3 separate regions of the Mus musculus genome follow, and all the other regions are linked to region 1. A link is a contact called in public HiChIP or PLAC-seq data. All regions are on one chromosome and are shown on one strand. Each heading gives the region's core, a stretch centred on a gene start, on an enhancer-like site or on the middle of the called end of the contact. The rest is flanking DNA. Distances are from core to core; before and after follow the strand shown.

The links. HiChIP or PLAC-seq counts read pairs in DNA pulled down with a chosen protein or histone mark.
Region 2: an H3K4me3 HiChIP or PLAC-seq map of bone marrow-derived macrophages shows a contact between it and region 1, with 2.7 times the contacts expected there. The contact joins the enhancer-like site here to the promoter of Spata7 in region 1. A contact is called at or near these places in 9 of 39 promoter capture datasets (cranial neural crest, hippocampal neurons, liver and 5 more), 3 of 484 Hi-C or Micro-C datasets (all in embryonic stem cells), 29 of 115 datasets of contacts at active chromatin or transcription factors (CD8 T cells, SST interneurons, astrocytes and 19 more) and 4 of 9 other capture datasets (adipose tissue, liver, macrophages and 1 more).
Region 3: a CTCF HiChIP or PLAC-seq map of the NIH/3T3 cell line shows a contact between it and region 1, with 11 read pairs. The contact joins the enhancer-like site here to the promoter of Spata7 in region 1. A contact is called at or near these places in 13 of 39 promoter capture datasets (the 3T3-L1 cell line, 3T3-L1-derived adipocytes, the HPC-7 cell line and 8 more), 4 of 15 datasets of contacts at CTCF or cohesin (CD8 T cells, the NIH/3T3 cell line, hippocampal excitatory neurons and 1 more), 52 of 484 Hi-C or Micro-C datasets (B cells, the CH12 cell line, the G1E-ER4 cell line and 29 more), 20 of 115 datasets of contacts at active chromatin or transcription factors (DN3 thymocytes, the NIH/3T3 cell line, VIP interneurons and 15 more) and 5 of 9 other capture datasets (adipose tissue, embryonic stem cells, liver and 2 more).

Annotation. Positions count from the first base shown.
Region 1 is chr12:98,626,840-98,629,531 of GRCm38.p6, reverse strand. It overlaps Spata7 (spermatogenesis associated 7), which reads right to left and starts at 1,390. Exons shown (of 11, transcript NM_001289572.1): 1 at 1,198-1,390. The coding sequence starts at 1,216.
Region 2 is chr12:98,245,696-98,248,387 of GRCm38.p6, reverse strand. It overlaps Galc (galactosylceramidase), which reads left to right. Exons shown (of 17, transcript NM_008079.4): 6 at 2,096-2,134. Among named protein-coding and RNA genes, the nearest start is that of Galc, 12 kb to the left of the region's middle. Within about 2 kb of position 1,322, at least 30 of the 459 cell types and tissues checked have an H3K27ac peak or open chromatin away from gene starts, as enhancers often do. A contact at or near this core is called in bone marrow-derived macrophages, effector CD8 T cells and macrophages, where this site is marked.
Region 3 is chr12:98,282,270-98,284,961 of GRCm38.p6, reverse strand. No RefSeq gene overlaps it. Among named protein-coding and RNA genes, the nearest start is that of Gpr65, 15 kb to the right of the region's middle. Within about 2 kb of position 1,336, at least 137 of the 459 cell types and tissues checked have an H3K27ac peak or open chromatin away from gene starts, as enhancers often do. A contact at or near this core is called in CD8 T cells, the CH12 cell line, the HPC-7 cell line and 14 more, where this site is marked.

The DNA.
Region 1 (2,692 bases), core at 141-2,640:
AGGGAACTAATAGAATCTAAGACGGTTACTTTAAACTAAAATTAAGCATTGAGGTTTCAACTAAATGAATGGTTACTTATAATTTAGTATATAAAAACTAGCCCAGATACTTATTGAATATAACATTTATACCAGGAACGATGTTATTGATATATGTTATGGGCTAAAACTGAAGCCACCTAAAAGTATAAACCCATTTACATTTGTCACCTCATTTAAAAATAAACACTAAAACCTCACTAAGTCTATTACTAAACAAATGTAAGTAAAAGAACTTGAGGGTTTTAGCTTCTTAGTCTGGGGCTTGTTCTGTGACCAACCATGACACTAGGGGAATTATTTATAATCTTTTGTTTTATTCATTTCAAAATATGAATAATACCCATTTAACAGGATTTGTGTGTAAACAAGTGTTGGGTTACGGGTGGAACACTGCAAAGGTTTAAAGTTTATTTTGTAACCATTTCTGAAGACCATAACAGCATTTGGTGTGTTTTCCTCTAGAGCTTAGGTTGGGATGGTGTCTGAATATCCTCCCCCCCCCCCAACCTTGTATGCTAAGCAGAACACTTATTTTGATGAAATTATTGTAGAATAAAGGTGCATGCAAGATGAAAGCAAGGCTTAATTAATCATTAGCAGGTCGATTCAAAGGTAGTCTTTTGCTATTAAACATTCAGTCCAATGACCAGCCACATTGGAAGTTTATTACAAATGCAGTATCCCAGCTCCTACCTTGGAGCCACTGAATTATAACCAGCTCTGGGTGAGTCAGTTCTGGAGGGAGGGAGAGAAGGAGGGAGGGAGTGGAAGATTTCATGTACTTAAAATGCACCAGGAGCTTGCTGTATATTATCTGCACTTAACCCCCAAGAACTCCGTGGCATGGGTATTTACCCACTACCTTCAAGATGAGCAAACTGAGCGCCGTTTCTGTGAAAGCAGCCGGCCTGATCTGGGGCTCAGGTTAGATTTCAAAGACCAGGCTAGTATTCCGCCTAGAAGATACCCAAGTGATACAGGCTGCAGGGTCCCAGGATCAGGGGATGGATGTCAGGCAGTAAATCAAAGAGCCGGGCATGCGGGGCCTCCCTGAGCTCAGGGCGTTTCTAGTTCCAGCCATTACCCTGCGACACTGAAGGAGGTGGCAGGCAACCTTAAAGGCCATGGGCAGCCTGGACCCGCGCAGTCCCTTACCTCTCCGGCTGCCATCCATGCTTAGTCCTCCTGCGGCCTCCGCGGTTGTATCCCCTTGGTTCTTACTGGGATGAAGCCGAGCTCCCCCGCAGCGGAGGTGAAAAGGAAAAGACCAGGACCGCGGGGGCGCAAAGGGTCACAGCGACAGTCGCCAGGGCGGTTGCTAAGGGCGAGCTCCGCGGCTGCAGATTATGACGTCACAACACAGGGACCTGTGCTCCTAGGCCCCGCCCCGCCCACGCCCCCAGGCACTCCTGCTTACCGAAAGTGCCAGCAGCCGGCGGGAGGATGGCCACGGGTCCCAATCTGTTGTTCTGGGATCCTGGCAGTTATCCAGAGTGAACTGTCCGGAAAGAGAGTCATATCTGCTTCTGCCAGCACTTTTAACTTGGATGCCTGTGATTCGAACTCAAGTCCCCAAGCTTGCAGCGCAAGCGCTTTTGACACAGCAGTTATCTAATGCAGCTACTCCCCCCCCCCCCGCCCCAAACCCCAAGTTTGTATTGTAAGCATTGCAATTAGTGTGAATTTCCTTTCTGCCTACTGAGTTCCTCAGCTCCTGCACTCGCTCTCCCTTTATCTTTAAAGCCACAAAGATCGGTTCATTTTGAATGGAAGAAGGCAGTGAGAAAAGTGTGGATGTATTCCGCTGCTTTCTGCGAGTTGTTTATTTTTGCAGTAGTTAATTGTGTATCCATGGAAATAAGAGCAGAACGGGGTAGAGGGAGTGCAGAAAGCATTCTGTCCCGCTAGGCTTTTCAGCAACCCGTTCTTGAACTTTTAGGCTGGATGGATAAGTCCTTGTTGTGGTATCATATAGCAGTATTCCTGGGCTCTGCCCACTAGAAGACCACAACCCATTAATTGCAACCTAATTGCAACCAAAAATGTCACTAGGTATTGCCAAAGGTTGCCTGAGGAGGAAACTACATCCCATTTGAGAACCTCTGTAGTCACAGAAAGCATACTGGATTCCGAGCCAGATTTGCTGAACTTTGAGCGTCTAGATATTATGGTTGGTTTTTATGGCACCCTAGTGAAAGTTAGAACCTCCAGAATAGGGAGGCTTTCCGGATTTCCTTAAATGATTTGGAAGGGGCTGGGGAGATGGCTCAGCGGGTAAGAGTACTGACTGCTCTTCCAGAGGTCCTGAGATGTTGGCTCACAACCATCTGTAATGGGATCTGATGTCCTCTTCTGGTATATCTGAAGAGAGCAATGGTGTACTCATATGCATTAAATAAATAAATAAATAAATAAATAAATAAATAAATAGATAAATTTTGATTTTGAAGACCCACTCTGATTGAAGGTGTTATCATCTACTAGCAGTCCAGATGTAAACGGTCATGGCTGAAATTCACCTCTTCTGGCTTGTCCTTTCCTCAAGTTGCTTTCTTCTGCTGCTGTGGTTGAATCCTTCCACACCAGAATCAGTTCTTTTTAGTTTTCTATCAGGATCTAAGGTTCAGCAGCTCTCTCTTTCAGGTTTTTT
Region 2 (2,692 bases), core at 73-2,572, 380 kb after region 1:
CGGTTGGGACATCTTCTGGATATATGCCCAGGAGAGGTATTGCGGGATCCTCCGGTAGTACTATGTCCAATTTTCTGAGGAACTGCCAGACTGATTTCCAGAGTGGTTGTACAAGCTTGCAATCCCACCAACAATGGAGGAGTGTTCCTCTTTCTCCACATCCTCGCCAGCATCTGCTGTCACATGAATTTTTGATCTTAGCCATTCTGACTGGAGTGAAGTGGAATCTCAGGGTTGTTTTGATTTGCATTTCCCTGATGATTAAGGATGTTGAACATTTTTTCAGGTGCTTCTCAGCCATTCAGTATTGATTTGAAGTTTTTATGCACTCAAAATATAAATTATCAGCGAGCCTGTCCTGAGTATCTACTGTGTGGTAGGACAGTGGCTGTTGTGTTACAACAGCGATGTGAGCTCTTGTCAGTGAGAGATGGACACTGCTGCAGATCCCTAATCCTCTCAGAGGAACATTAAGACATGAGGATGAGCCATGGCCACAGGCAGGCAGTCAAGACTTACTGCTTTTCTCTCCTTTTTTTTCTTTTCTTTAATTAGGTATTTTCTTCATTTACATTTCCAATGCTATCCCAAAAGTCCCCCCCTCCTCCCCCCCACTCCCACTTCTTGGCCCTGGCATTCCCCTGTACTGAGGCATATAAAGTTTGCAAGACCAATGGGCCTCTCTTTCCAATGATGGCAGACTAGGCCATCTTTTGCTACATATGCAACTAGAGACATGAGCTCTGAGGGTACTGGTTAGTTCATATTGTTGTTCCATCTATAGGATTGCAGACCCCTTCAGCTCCATGGGTACTTTCTCTAGCTCCTCCATTGGGGGCCCTGTGATCTATCCAATAGCTGACTGTGAGCATCCACTTCTGTGTTTGCTAGGCCCCGGCATAGCCTCACAAGAGACAGCTATATCTGGGTCCTTTCAGCAAAATCTTGCTGGCATATGCAATAGTGTCTGCATTTGGTGGCTGATTATGGGATGGATCCCCGGGTATGGCAGTCTCTAGATGGTTCATCCTTTCGTCTCAGCTCCAAACTTTGTCTCTGTAGCTCCTTCCATGGGTGTTTTGCTTTCCTCTACTTTTCCACAATATAACTGACTGTTTTTATCTGGGAACTTTTTATTTTTAAATGTTGGTCCATTTAACTAATGTGATTAAATGCAGATGGATCTCTTAGATTTCTGATATGGTACATGTTCACAAACTATTTCCTGTGAATGATGATAATCTGTCTCATTTTAGTCTCTGGTTAGTCACATGCAGTGGGGAGGCGTTCTTTAGATAAGATCTTTATCACACCTAGACTTAGGCTCCTCTGTAGACTACAGGACTGGAGGCCCCGAGGTTCCCTTTCACCACAGAAACCACCCCCTCAGGATTCTGAATCGAAGAGAACAAAGTGTGCTTCCTTCTCACTTCCTCACCAAGAGCCTGCTCTTGTGTTCTTGCAGATCATTCCGTTCCTCTGCATAAACAAACTCCTTCTAACCATTCCCTGGTAAAGAACTTGCTTTTTACTGTGTCTATATATTAGAATTATTTAAGTGGTTCTCATACCTGTTTGTTCTCCAAATGTCCAGTGTAGGATTTGTACACATTATAATTCTAATATTTATTGCATGAATGCATATTAATCTCTGGAATAAATGCCTTTCTTTGAAAAAATAGTTTTTATATATATGAGTATTTGGCTGTGTATCTGTATGTGCACCACATATATGCCTGCTGTCCACGGAGGCCAGAAGAGGGCCCTGGATCGCCTGGAACTGAAGTTAGAGATGACGTTGGCCACTACAGTGTGCAGGGAATGACTGGCCCTCGAGAGAGCACCGAGTGCTCTTCATGTTGGATTGTCTCTCCAGCCCCATACATGACTTTTTGAAAAGTATTCCCTAAATACTTTTTAAAAACTTGAAAGTGTTAAAAGTTATTTTGCTTTACAAAAGTATAAATTCTATGACAGCAGTTTTTAAAGTTTGGAAACTAGCTCATCAGATAAATGAAATGTAGTGCTTTAATGATTCAGTTCATCTTACGTTTGAAAACTTTCATTTCAGACATTTTGAATTTTTGTTTTGCAGATTTGGAATGAAAGGCCGTTTGACGCCAACTATATAAAGGTCTGTGAAACAAATCTCTCTTTGCTTATGCTTTCATACAAAGAAATTTGGAGAACAGTTAGATTAGAAATCTTATTTTTTGACAGCATAGTTAATTTGCTAGAATTTGCTAGATGTGACATAAAATATGTCTATGCTCCTGATATTGAAGAATATGTATGTAATTCTTCATAGGTCCTGAATGGCCTATATCTGAAGAGTTGGGTTGAATGTTTTTTTCTTTTTTGGAGTAGGGTAGGGTTTGGCTAACAGTGGAATTCATGCTTACTAGTTCTATCTTCAGCATCAAAAGAAAAAAAAAAAAAAAGAAAGCATTAGGTAGGCATAGTTCTACACACCTTTAATTCTAGTCCCTGGGAGGCAGAGCTGGGATTCTGAGGTTTTGAGGCCAGCCTGGTCTCCAGAGTGCAGTCAGTGCTGTAGAGAGCGACCTGACCCCAACAAGCTAGCGTGTATATGCACTGATGAGTACATGTGTATGTGCACGACCTTAGTTTTAGAATTCTGATAGACATTAGAACCATTGGATTATTTTGGATTTTAAAGACTTAAGAAATT
Region 3 (2,692 bases), core at 87-2,586, 340 kb after region 1:
ACTACCAAAGTAACACCACCACCATGCTCAGACGCCCGAGCCTGTGTGAGAGATTTCACATTCAAACCGTAATATCCAGGATATCAAAGGCAAAGGTTTAGTAAGGGTTCTTCCAGGACGTCAGTTAATGAGTCTTAATGAGGGCTGCTAACTTTATGAGTTAGAGGTGTCCTTGTTTCTCTCTCATTTGGACCTCACCTGCCCTGCTTATTCAACAATGAGACACTATAACATCGCCTCACTTCCATGTTCCAATTTCCACTAGGGAAAATCTGACTCAGATTGGGTTAAATGAAGAGGTCTGTTTGGTTCATACAATTATCCTATGCCGAGACTCACCACTTTAGGAGTCAGTGTCAGGTTTCAGGTTCTTTTTTTTTTTTAAGGTATTTAGCTCATTTACATTTCCAATGCTATACCAAAAGTCCCCCATAACCCCCCCCCACTCCCCTACCCACCCACTCCCCCTTTTTGGCCCTGGCATTCCCCTGTACTGGGGCATATAAAGTTTGCAAGTCCAATGGGCCTCTCTTTGCAGTGATGGCCGACTAGGCCATCTTTTGATACATATGCAGCTAGAGACAAGAGCTCCGGGGTACTGCTTAGTTCATATTGTTGTTCCACCTATAGGGTTGCAGTTCCCTTTAGTTCCTTGGGTGCTTTCTCTAGTTCCTCCATTGGGGGCCCTGTGGTCCATTCAATAGCTGACTGTGAGCATCCACTTCTGTGTTTGCTAGGCCCTGGCATAGTCTCACAAGAGACAGCTATATCTGGGTCCTTTCAGCAAAATCTTGCTAGTGTATACAATGGTGTCAGCGTTTGGAAGCTGATCATGGGATGGATCTCTGGATGTGAGGTAACCCAATCACAAAGGAACTCTCACAATATGTACTCACTGATAAGTGGATATTAGCCCAGAAACTTAGGATACCCAAGATATAACATATAATTTGCTAAAAACATTAAACTCAAGAGAACGAAGACCAAAGTGTGGACACTTTGCCCCTTCTTAGAATAGGAAACAAAACACCCATGGAAGGAGTTACAGAGACAAAATCTGGAAGTGTGACGAAAGGATGGACCATCTAGTGATTGCCATATCCAGAGGTTTCAGGTTCTTTAAGCTTTCTTCTCTTCTACTTGTTGCTACTTCCTGGTAACAAACTGACCACAAATATTTCAGGCATCTTTGTGGCACATTGTATCACCACCAGGAGGCAGAGAAAGAGCCTTTTGGGCATGTAAGCAGCTCAAGTCACATACCTACCACTGAGCCACTCATTGCAGCCAGGAGACTAAGCTGACTAATTTAGCAACTAACTGCATATTCCATCCCTTGAGCTAAAACCATACTTGCGGCCTTTAGTCATCCCCAAAGAAGCGTCTCTTTGGTAAGCAGAGCTACACGACTCACAGGAATGTGTCTGTGCCCTGGCTCCTACCCAATTTTGCCAGTGAGCCCCTTGCCCTGGTATTCGGGGAGGTAGGAAATACCAGAGATACTTACAGGGTCACTAAAAACTAAAGTTCATTGTCGCGGTGATAGTACAGGAGGAAACAAACCAAACGCCCCCCTCTTCGTTTTTATTTAGCATTTTGTAAATCTCGCTTACTCTGGTGTAAACCTCAAAGAGGAAGGACAGTTCAGTAATGACTGAAGTGGAATTTCCCATAGGTCAGCATGTGGTCTGGAAGCTATAGCTGACAAAGATAATGCAATTGTGTGTGTGTGTGTGTGTGTGTGTGTGTGTGTGTGTGTGTTACCAACAGAGCCTGATGCCACCATGTAAGCTACAATGAATTTCATGGGTCTGTGGACTATTAAAAATCAGGAGGGGGTGTCAGAGGAATGGTTCACAGATTTAAGAGCACTGGCTGCTCTTCCAGAGGGTGCGTTTCTCAGCTCACAGTCATCTGTGAGTCTAATTCCGGGGGATCTGATTTTACTCAGGCACCAGGCACACATGTATAATGCACAGACATACATAGGCAGGCAAAGGAAAAACAGTTTTCCTGAGTCAGGCTGGTGGTTGGGATTCCATGCTGAGCACGCCCACTACTCCCAAGGCTAGAGAACTGAATCATCGGGCACGCCTCTACTACTTTACTCCGACAGACAGTAAAGACGTCGAGGTCTTCTAGAGGGAAAATTATTTCAAACTTATTTTCCTTGTGATCTTTACAACTTTCAGCTCAAGAGGGGTCCAAGCCATAGGCTCGCTAGGGTCCTCATTCCCTCAAAGCTACCTTGATGTACAACACTCTAGGCTTTCAGCGGCCCGGAGACCTTCATGGCAGAGGCCTGCCTCAGTGGGCCACAGGGCTACACAGGCTGAGTCTCCCTCAGAGGAGCCTGAGCTTCAGCTGTAAGGAGAGAGCCCCAGCCATCCTTAGTCTTGTTTATTCCCCCCTTCCTGCCAGGCTTCAACCGGGACAGAACCCTGTCTATTGGAAATGAAATTTCCATACAGAAGGAGAAAATCATTTTTTTCCTGTAATTTGTAAAGCTTGTGAAAAAGACACTATCATGATTTTTAAATCAAGTAGTGGGACATTTAAAAAAGCAATAAAGATATTTTCATAAAAAACTTTCAGCTTAAATGTGAATATCCATAAAGGATTTTGGAATCATGCCAACACACACACACATACACACACACATACACACACACACACACACACACACACACAC